Linked DNA regions of Pan troglodytes: region 2 is linked to region 1. A link is a contact called in public Hi-C data. All regions are on one chromosome and are shown on one strand. The core of a region is the stretch at or near the end of the contact, and the rest is flanking DNA. Distances in the headings are between cores, read along the strand shown. Region 1 holds the start of LHFPL7 (LHFPL tetraspan subfamily member 7). Region 2 overlaps KIAA1671.

The links. A called contact is a pair of places that touch in the nucleus more often than the background predicts.
Region 2: a contact with region 1 is called in a Hi-C map of induced pluripotent stem cells, with 1.8 times the contacts expected there. The contact joins the enhancer-like site here to the promoter of LHFPL7 in region 1. A contact is called at or near these places in 2 of 7 Hi-C or Micro-C datasets (induced pluripotent stem cells and stem cell-derived neural progenitor cells).

The regions. Positions count from the first base shown.
Region 1 is chr23:26,989,443-26,994,113 of NHGRI_mPanTro3-v2.0_pri, reverse strand. It overlaps LHFPL7 (LHFPL tetraspan subfamily member 7), which reads left to right and starts at 2,790. Exons shown (of 3, transcript XM_054675949.1): 1 at 2,790-3,007; 2 at 3,978-4,116. The coding sequence starts at 2,807.
Region 2 is chr23:27,227,339-27,232,009 of NHGRI_mPanTro3-v2.0_pri, reverse strand. It overlaps KIAA1671, which reads right to left. Exons shown (of 13, transcript XM_054675950.2): 9 at 4,132-4,306; 10 at 1-16. Among named protein-coding and RNA genes, the nearest start is that of CRYBB3, 18 kb to the left of the region's middle. Within about 2 kb of position 2,214, at least 1 of the 24 cell types and tissues checked has an H3K27ac peak or open chromatin away from gene starts, as enhancers often do. A contact at or near this core is called in induced pluripotent stem cells, where this site is marked.

The sequences.
Region 1 (4,671 bases), core at 1,541-4,040:
CTATTATTAAAGTAAGACTTGACTCTACATTGACTTACTTTTATATTAAAATACATTTGAGGCCGGGCGTGGTGGCTCACACCTGTAATCCCAGCACTTTGGGAGGCCGAGGCGGGTGGATCACAAGGTCAGGAGATCGAGACCATCCTGGCTAACAGGGTGAAACCCCGTCTCTACTAAAAATACAAAAAATTAGCCGGGCATGGTGGCAGGCGCCTATGTCCCAGCTACTCGGGAGGCTGAGGCAGGAGAACGGCATGAACCCGGGAAGCAGAGCTTGCAGTGAATGGAGATCGCACCACTGCACTCCAGCCTGGGTGACAGAGTGAGACTCCATCTCAATAAATAAATAAATAAATAAATAAATAAATAAATAAAATACATTTGAATTTCGGCCAGGTGCAGTGGCTCACGCCTGTAATCCCAGCACTTTAGGAGTCCGAGGCATGCGGATCACGAGGTCAGGAGATGGAGACCATCCTGGCCAACATGGTGAAACCCCATCTCTACTGAAAATACAAAAACTAGCTGGGCGTGATGGCTTGTGCCTGTAATCCCAGCTACTCAGGCTGAGGCAGGAGAATCGCTTGAACCAGGGAGTCGGAGGTTACGTGAGCTGAGATCGCGCCACTGTACTCCAGCCTGGAGACAGAGCAAGACTCCGTCTCAAAACAAAACCAATGAACAAACAAACAAACAAAAAAATTTGAATTTCCATTGGAAAAGCAGTATCATGCCAAAAAAAAAAAAAAAAAACAAATATACGCAAAATCAAACCACATTCACAGATTCTCACTAGAGTCTTGCTATGGACTGAATATTTGTGTCCACCCAAAATTTATATGTTGAAACCCTAACCCCCAAGGTGATGATATTGGGAGGTGAGGCCCTTGGGATCTGCTTCAAGGGAACCCAAACCAAGACATCCATGGTGTTTCAGTCCAAAAGTAAGACGCAGAATGCAATACGTAATGCTAGCCTGGCCAACACGGTGAAACCCCATCTCTACTAAAAATACAAAAATTAGCCAGGTGTGGTGGCATGTGCCTGTAGTCCCAGCTACTCGGGAGGCTGAGGCAGGGGAACTGTTTGAATCTGGGAGGCAGAGGTTGCAATGAGCCGACATGGCACCACTGCATTCCAGCCTGGCCGACACACAGCAAGACTCTGTTTCAAAAAAAAAAAAAGATAATACCATCTGCAGCAATGAGAAATGCACGCATACAGCACCGCACCAATTTTGCAAACCTAACTCCACACAAAATGACATACATTAAATAATTAAAATAAAAAAAAACAAAGTGGCTGCTATAAACAGCATCAGTGTTGCTTGAAGCCAGCCTGGCCAATATAGGGAGACCTTGTTTCCACAGAAAAGAAAAAAGGTTTCTAATTAGCCACATGTGATGGAACGTCTCTGCAAAAAAATAAAAATAAATAAAAATTAGCTGCCCCAGTAGTCCCAGCTACTCAACAGGTGGGAGGATCGCTTGAACCCAGGAGTTTGAGGTGGCAGTGAGCTATGATCATGCACTGCACTCCAACCTTTTTTCTCTGAAAGAAAGAAAGAGAGAGAGAGGGAAGGAAGGAGGGAGGGAGGGAAGGAAGGAAGCAAGGAAGGAAGGAAGGAAAGAAAGAAGGGAAGGAGGGAAGGAGGGAGGGAGAGAGAAGGAAGGAAGGAAGGACGGAAGGAAGGGCGGGCATATGTGTGTGAATTATTATTTTTTTTTTTTTTTTTTTGAGACGGAGTCTCGCTCTGTCGCCCAGGCTGGAGTGCAGTGGCGCGATCTCGACTCACTGCAAGCTCCGCCTCCCGGGTTCACGCCATTCTCCTGCCTCAGCCTCCAGAGTAGCTGGGACTACAGGCGCCCGCCACCGCACCCGGCTAATTTTTTTTTTGTATTTTTAGTAGAGACGGAGTTTCACTGTATTAGCCAGGATGTTCTCGATCTCCTGACCTCGTGATCCGCCCGCCTCGGCCTCCCAAAGTGCTGGGATTACAGGCGTGAGCCACCGCGCCGGGCTATGTGTGTGAATTTTTAAAAGGTGCCCCGACTGGGTAGAAGCAGCCCTTTAGAACAGAGGAGGCTCCATTTAAGAATGGATAAATAGGCCGTGCGCGGTGGCTCACGCCTGTAATCCCAGCACTTTGGGAGGCCAAGGCAGGCGAATCACAAGGTCAGGAGATCGAGACCATCCTGGCTAACACGGCGAAACCCCGTCTCTACGAAAAATACAAAAAATTAGCCGGGCGTGGTGGCGGGCGCCTGTAGTCCCAGCTACTCCGGAGGCTGAGGCAGGAGAATGGCGTGACCCCGGGAGGCGGAGCTTGCAGTGAGCCGAGATGGCGCCACTGCACTCCAGCCTGGGCGACAGAGCGAGACTCCGTCTCAAAAAAAAAAAAAAAAAAAAAAAATTTGATAAATGAAAGAACGAACGAACAAATGAACAAATGAAAGTATGCACGGAATATGAGAAGAGCCCTGCATGGACCAGTGAGGATGATGTGCCATGCAGAAGGTGGAGGCGCAAATGTTCAAAGGTCTTTAAGGGCTAACATTTATTCTAGGACTTGGGGGTTGTACTTCTAGAATTTGCTAGGGCAAAGTAACCCCCACTACCAGACCACAGTTATTAGTACCTCCCATTTGCATCTCCAGGCTCAAGGGGGGCTGATGATCTGGGGTCTGATCATAACACCAGATCCCTGGCTAGGGAGCACCTGGGCCAGCCCCTTTCTCTCCTTGTCCCTGCAGTCTCCATTAGTAATCTTCGCTGTTGACCCCTAGGTCAGCGATACTGCCTAATGTCGAGCAGTGTGTGGGTAGCTCTGGGGCTCTCTCTGACCTGCACCTCAGCCTTCAGCCTCATCTCCCCTGCCTGGTTCCAGACCCCGACCTTCTCCTTTGGCATCCTCACCTACTGCTCCTGGCCTCAGGGCAACAGTTGGAACCAGAGCTGCGTGACCTTCAGTTCCCTGGAGGATATTCCTGACTTTGCCTGGAAGGTGAGAGCTGGCTCACCAAGTCACTGGGTCTTCAGGGGCTCGTTTAAACTCATTAAGGCAGGAAAGCTGGCTGAGCGGAATTCGAGGAGGCTTTCCTCACTGCCTGAGTGTCCCAGTGGCTTCGAATTTGCCATTACTCTCCTTAGAACTGAGCATAGAAGTTCTTCAACCTGACAGCCCTTCAGAAACACCTGTGCAACTTTGCAAAAATGCCAAGTTCTGTGCTCCACCCGGAGCCCCTGTCTCCGTAGGCGTGGAGTGGGGTCCGGCTACTGATAATTTAACAAACATGCAGGATGATTCCAAAGGCAGCTGCCAGCCAATATAGCACCTTCGTGCAAATTAGGAAAAGGTGCCCCTTCTTTAGGATGCTCTACTGCCATCTGCTGGAAAGTCACTGTAATCAGTTTGCAAATCTATGATGGCCCCCAATGTGTCTCTGAGAGTTGTGCAGTATACAACCTGCACGCTCTTACCTGGCCACCCTCTAAACACTGCTAGGTTTAAAAATGAAAGCTAAGGTGTTAAAGTCCCTGATATGATGCACATTGCCAAAATCAACAATGGGGAGAATGGGAAAGGACTCCTAGTCCAGCACCTCTAAGGAAGAATATACAGCCTTCAAAATTGATTGTTATAAGGGTGATGTAACAGCAGCTACCAGGTGCCTCTCCTGATGATCCTGGCATGTAGCAAGTGCTTAATAAAGGTACTATATGCTGGTCAGTCAATGTGGATCTTCATTCTGGCTCTACCACTTAATTACCCATGTGTTCTGAGGCAAATGACTTCAGTTTCTTGGACTTTTATTGGAAAATTTATTTTCTTGGACAGTTTCTTTTTATGTAAAATGGAGATCATAATAGCACAAACCACATGCTGCGAGGACTCAGAAGCTGGTCAATGAGCAGGGGAGCATCCACCTGCCCCTGTCCCAGCCAACACCCTTCCTTCTGTCTCTTCCCTGCAGGTCTCAGCTGTGATGCTCCTCGGAGGCTGGCTCCTGTTGGCCTTCAATGCAATTTTCCTCCTGTCTTGGGCTGTGGCCCCCAAAGGGCTGTGCCCAAGGAGAAGCAGTGTTCCAATGCCAGGGGTGCAGGCAGTGGCAGGTAAATCCAATGCACAGGCACATAGTCAGTGCTCTAGACATGTTTATGGAATGAATGAATGAATGAATGAATGAATGAATGAATGGAGTCTGTGAGCAGAGCCTGGCCTGTCGGGTCAGACCTCAGAGATAAACCCTAGGATTGTTGACTATTCCTGGTCCTTTGGCAAGCCAGAAATCAGGGGGAGGGAGAGATGGCATCCTTAGTGTCACCCATTACTGCTCTTAGCTGACCCAGTCCTAATAATCTGTCCCCCTTTGTTTCTCTCTCATCCATCCACTTCATGTCATCCTTACCAGGGCCACCATACACAGTTGGGGATGTTGTGCACTGTGCAAGCATGCCCAGCTGAGAACTGAGAAGATGCTGAAATCTAGTCCATACTTCACTTGCTAAACTGTGAACCTGCAAGACTGCATCTCTTGAGAAGGGTCACTTTTCTGTAATTTATACATAGCTTTTGAATATACTAGCCAGGTCTTCATTACAATCCTCATTCAATTAATGCTCCACCATCTCTTGCCTGGATTACAGCAATAAGCACCTCACAGGTCT
Region 2 (4,671 bases), core at 965-3,464, 240 kb before region 1:
CTGGGTGATTTCTCCTCTGTTGCAAAGAAAAGGGCACTGAATTCATCAGCAGCTGCCATGTACTGAGGTCCTACATGCCAGATAATTTGCACGCAGTATCTCATGCAGTGCTCACATCAGACCTGCACAGAAGACGCTACGGCCCATTTTACAGATGAGGACCACCCAGGTGCCTGCTTTCATGCTCTCTCTTCTCACAACTCTGCTTCTTGCCAGAAGATACTGACAACAGGCAGAGTAGGTTTTCTTTTGCGGGAAGACAGAGGCAAACCCATCTCCTGGGCCCTTGGCTCATTCCAAGTCAGGGAAATAGAAGGAAATCTTTGGCAGAGGCAGGAAAGTAGATAGGAATGCTTTCAGCCAACAATGCACCGAGGTTATGCTCTCAGAGGAGAATGTGGAGAGCTTCATGTGTCTTGTGGAAAGGCGGCCCAAAGGTGGACCAGGAAGCCATTTTCCTTGACCCCAGCTCCCCTATCCAGGACTTAACCCCAGACCCGTGCTTGAGGCTGAGCTGATCACTCAAGCTTTTGGGTGATGGGCTGCCTATCCCCCTCTTCCAGGAGTGATATGGGAGGAGTTTCTACTTCCCTGAGACCAGGATGCTGGCATGGGCACAGTGAGGATTGGAGGAGGGGGCGGGGATGAAAGAGGCAAGACCTGGTGCTCTGGAGCCCTTGGGCTACCCGGGGAACTGAGGTACGCTAAGAAAACACAGACCCAGCCTTCCCCCTCCAGCCCCTGGCCGGCTCCTCCAGGCTGACGGGAGCCAGAGGTGCTGCTGCCACGTTCCAGCTGGGGGTATTTGTGTGCTTTTGTCCCTATTATGGTCTTCATTTGCTCCAGGTGGCTTAATAGAGCTTGGCTCAGAAAACCAAGAAAGTGCAGAGAGGTCTCACCTGAGGCACTTAAACATTTCCTTTAATAACAGAAATGGGATAGGAGTGGGAGAGAGAACTCTCCAAGCATTTCTTTAAGGTATCTGGTCAGAAGCAATGCCCCTCACTCAGCTCAGAGCCTGGTCTGACATCCTAATGTTTGCTATGGGCAAATCCCAAATGAACAAAGGCATCTACAAGATGTTTTTGAGGACTAAAAAGGCTGTGTCTACATAGAGTGGGCAGGTCAGCTGCTCTAGTTTCCATTGCAAGAAAAAATTTTTTCTTCTTTTTTTTTTTTTGAGACAGAGTCTAGCTTTGTCGCTAGGCTGGAGTGCAGTGGCACGATCTCGGCTCCCTGCAACCTCTGCCTCCTGGGTTCAAGCGATTCTCCTGCCTCAGCCTCCTAAGTAGCTGGGATTACAGGCACGTGCCACCATGCCCAGCTATTTTTGTATTTTTAGTAGAGACGGGGTTTCACCATGTTGGCCAGAATGGTCTCAATCTTCTGACCTTGTGATCCACCCACCTCGGCCTCCCAAAGTGTTGGGATTACAGGCGTGAGCCACCACGCCCTGCCTGTTTCTTCTTAAAAGTCTTTCATGGCTCTCCATCTACAGACGAAATCTAACTCCTTAGCAAAGCATCAGGGATCTCCATGATCTGGCCCCTGCCTACCTTTCCAGCATATCCTGCTATTCCCAGCTTGAGCAACACGAAACTGCTTAGGGATGCTCCTGCCACACACACAGAATGTTCTTTCCACATCTCTGTGCCTTTGATCTTGTTGATACTTCTGCCTGGAATAACTTTCCCTAACTCATTATTATCCATTCTTCAAGATTCAGCTCAGGTTTTGATACAGTAAGCAGCCAAAATAGTCCTTAGAGGAAAATGTATAGCCTTAAATGATGCATTAGAAAACAGAAAAGATTGATAATATATGGACTGAGCTTTCAACTCAGGAATACAGAAAAAAGACCAGCGAGCAAACCTAAAGAGAATACAGGGGTGGATTTAATCAAAATAAAAGCAGAAATAGTAAAACCTTATTAAGCTATGTCTCTGTCTCTTGTAACTCAAAGAGCCTCAATTAATACACTAACCTTCAAAACACTGTTTTACCTAGTTTCTGATAAGTTCTACATAACAAGAAATCAGTTTCCACTTTTGGGAGTGCCACCCTGGAGGCCAACGCATTGGGCAGGGGAAGCGGCTCCGTTCCCTTCCCAACGCAGGAGGCGCAGGTGCTGACGCAGCCGGTGGAGCGGCGTGAGCACGAGCGCGAGGTGCTGCACAAGGCGCTGGAGGAGAATAACAACTTCAGCCGCCAGGCGGAGGAGAAGCTCAACTACAAATGGAGCTCAGCAAGGAGATCCGCGAGGCGCACCTGGCCGCACTGCGCGAGCGGCTGCGCGAGGAGCTGCACGCGGCCGAGGTGAGCAGGCACAAGGAGCAGCGAGAGGAGATGTCGGGCTAAGGGCCCGGGACGGGCGGCGCCCACCCTGCGAGAGAACACGTTCGGGTTTTGGTTTTGTTTCGTTCACCTCTGTCTAGATGCGACTTTTGTTCCTCCTCCCCCACCCCCGCCCCCAGCTTCATGCTTCTCTTCCGCACTCAGCCGCCCTGCCCTGTCCTCGTGGTGAGTCGCTGACCACGGCTTCCCCTGCAGGAGCTGCCGGGCGAGACACGGTCCCTCGGTGCAGACACCAGGCCGGGCGCGGCTGGGTCCCCCGGGGGCCCTGTGAGAGAGGTGGTGGTGACCGTGGTAAACCCAGGGCGGTGGCGTGGGATCGCGGGTCCTTACGCTGGGCTGTCTGGTCAGCACGTGCAGGTCAGGGCAGGTCCTCTGAGCCGGCGCCCCTGGCCAGCAGGCGAGGCTACAGTACCTGCTGTCTTTCCAGGGGGAAGGGGCTCCCCATGAGGGAGGGGCGACGGGGGAGGCGGGTGATGGTGCCTGGGAGCCTGCGTGTGCAGCCGGAGCTTGTTGAACTGGCAGGCGGGTGGGTGGGGGCTGCAGCTCTCCTTAATGTGGTTGCACAGGGGTCCTCTGAGACCACCTGGCCTGAGGTGGACACCCTGGGCCTTCCTGGAAGCCTGCAGTTGGGGGCCTTGCCCTGAGTCTGCTGGGGAGTGGGCATTCTCTGCCAGGGACCCATGAGCAGGCTGCATGGTCTAGAGGTTGTGGGCAGCATGGACAGTCCCCCACTCAGAAGTGCAAGAGTTCCAAAGAGCCTCTGGCCCAGGCGCCTCCGTGGGACAGCCCCGCCGCCCCTCCCCACCAGGGCCTTGCAGATGTCCTTGAAAGACCCACCCTAGAGCCCTTTGGAGTGCTGGCCCCTCCTGTGCCCTCTTCCCTGGTGGAAGTGGCAGCCACAAGTCCTCCTCAGGGAGCCCCAAGGGGGATTTTGTGGGACCGCTGCCCACAGATCCAGGTGTTGGAAGGGCAGTGGGTAAGGTTCCCAAGCCAGCCCCCACACCCTTCCCACTTGGCACCCAGAGGGGACTGTGGGTCGAGGCCTGACTCCAGGCCTCTCCTGCCCACACCCTCTGGGCTGAGTTCCTTCTTTCCCTTGAATGCCCAGTGCTGGCCTTGGAGGACGGTCAGCTGGAGGACGGCAGTGGGGGAGGCTGTCTTTGTACCACTGCAGCATCCCCCACTTCTCCACGGAAGCCCCATCCGAAAGCTGCTGCCCGGCCCCTTGCTGTAAAATGTGAAGGGGGTGGCTGAGTTCTCTTAGGACCTCAGCTTCCATCCTGCGGGAGGCCTTGGCCGGGCACTGCCAGCGTCTTCCAGAGCCACACCAGGGACCACGGGAGGATCCTGACCCCTGCAGAGCTCAGGGGTCAGCAGGGACCCACTGCCCCATCTCCCTCTCCCCACCAAGACAGCCCCAGAAGGAGCAGCCAGCTGGGATGGGAACCCAAGGCTGCCCACATGTGGCTTTGTGGGACTCAGAAAGGGAAGCAGAACTGAGGGCTGGGATATTACTCATGGTGGCAGCTCTCATAGCGAAAGCCTACTGTAATATGCACCCATCTCATCCACGTAGTAAAGTGAACTTAAAAATTAAATGAACAATTAAATAAACACCTGTGTGTTTAAGACAAAAAAAAAAAGAAATCAGTTTCCTATGTAATTGTGTTCTAATGATCTACAGCCTTCCAAGTCAGGAATTTTTTCGTAGGGCTTAGTCTAAATCCTTCCTGCTGTTCAGTGTGCTATCTGAGGAGGAGAGAAGGCATGGCATACCCGTTGAGTCTTTGAACATCCACGTGTTGTCAGTCTCATCCTCCAAAGGTGATCTGCTCTCGGACTCACTAAATCGGCTGCGCCGGAGGGAGTGGGAGATGGGGGCCCGGCGGCGGCTTCTCTTGCTGAGCTGCACCCGGGTCTTGAGGGCACTTGAGTCGAGGACTGAGGTTTGCTTTGGGAGCAGCAGGGAGGAAGAGGAAAAAAATCAAGGGAACCATCAATGGAGGGTACCACAACACAGTTGGTGGTACACAGCTTCGCTGACAGATAAGAGGCTATTTAGGTGGTACCTAGGCCAGGGCTTCCACATTTTAACAGTAACCTAACACCCAAAGCCTAAATTTCCCCATAAAACATACCCCATAGGCTGATGACAAAAGTCAGGTGGAACAATGAACCTTGAGTGCCCGAGTACAGTGCCTGGCTGCCTGGCACCCAGTAGGCACATAATACAAATGCCTTTTCCCTCCCAGTGACATCCACCACACAAGCATGTAATCTACAGCAATGATCAGTACACAGCAGGAGCTCAATAAA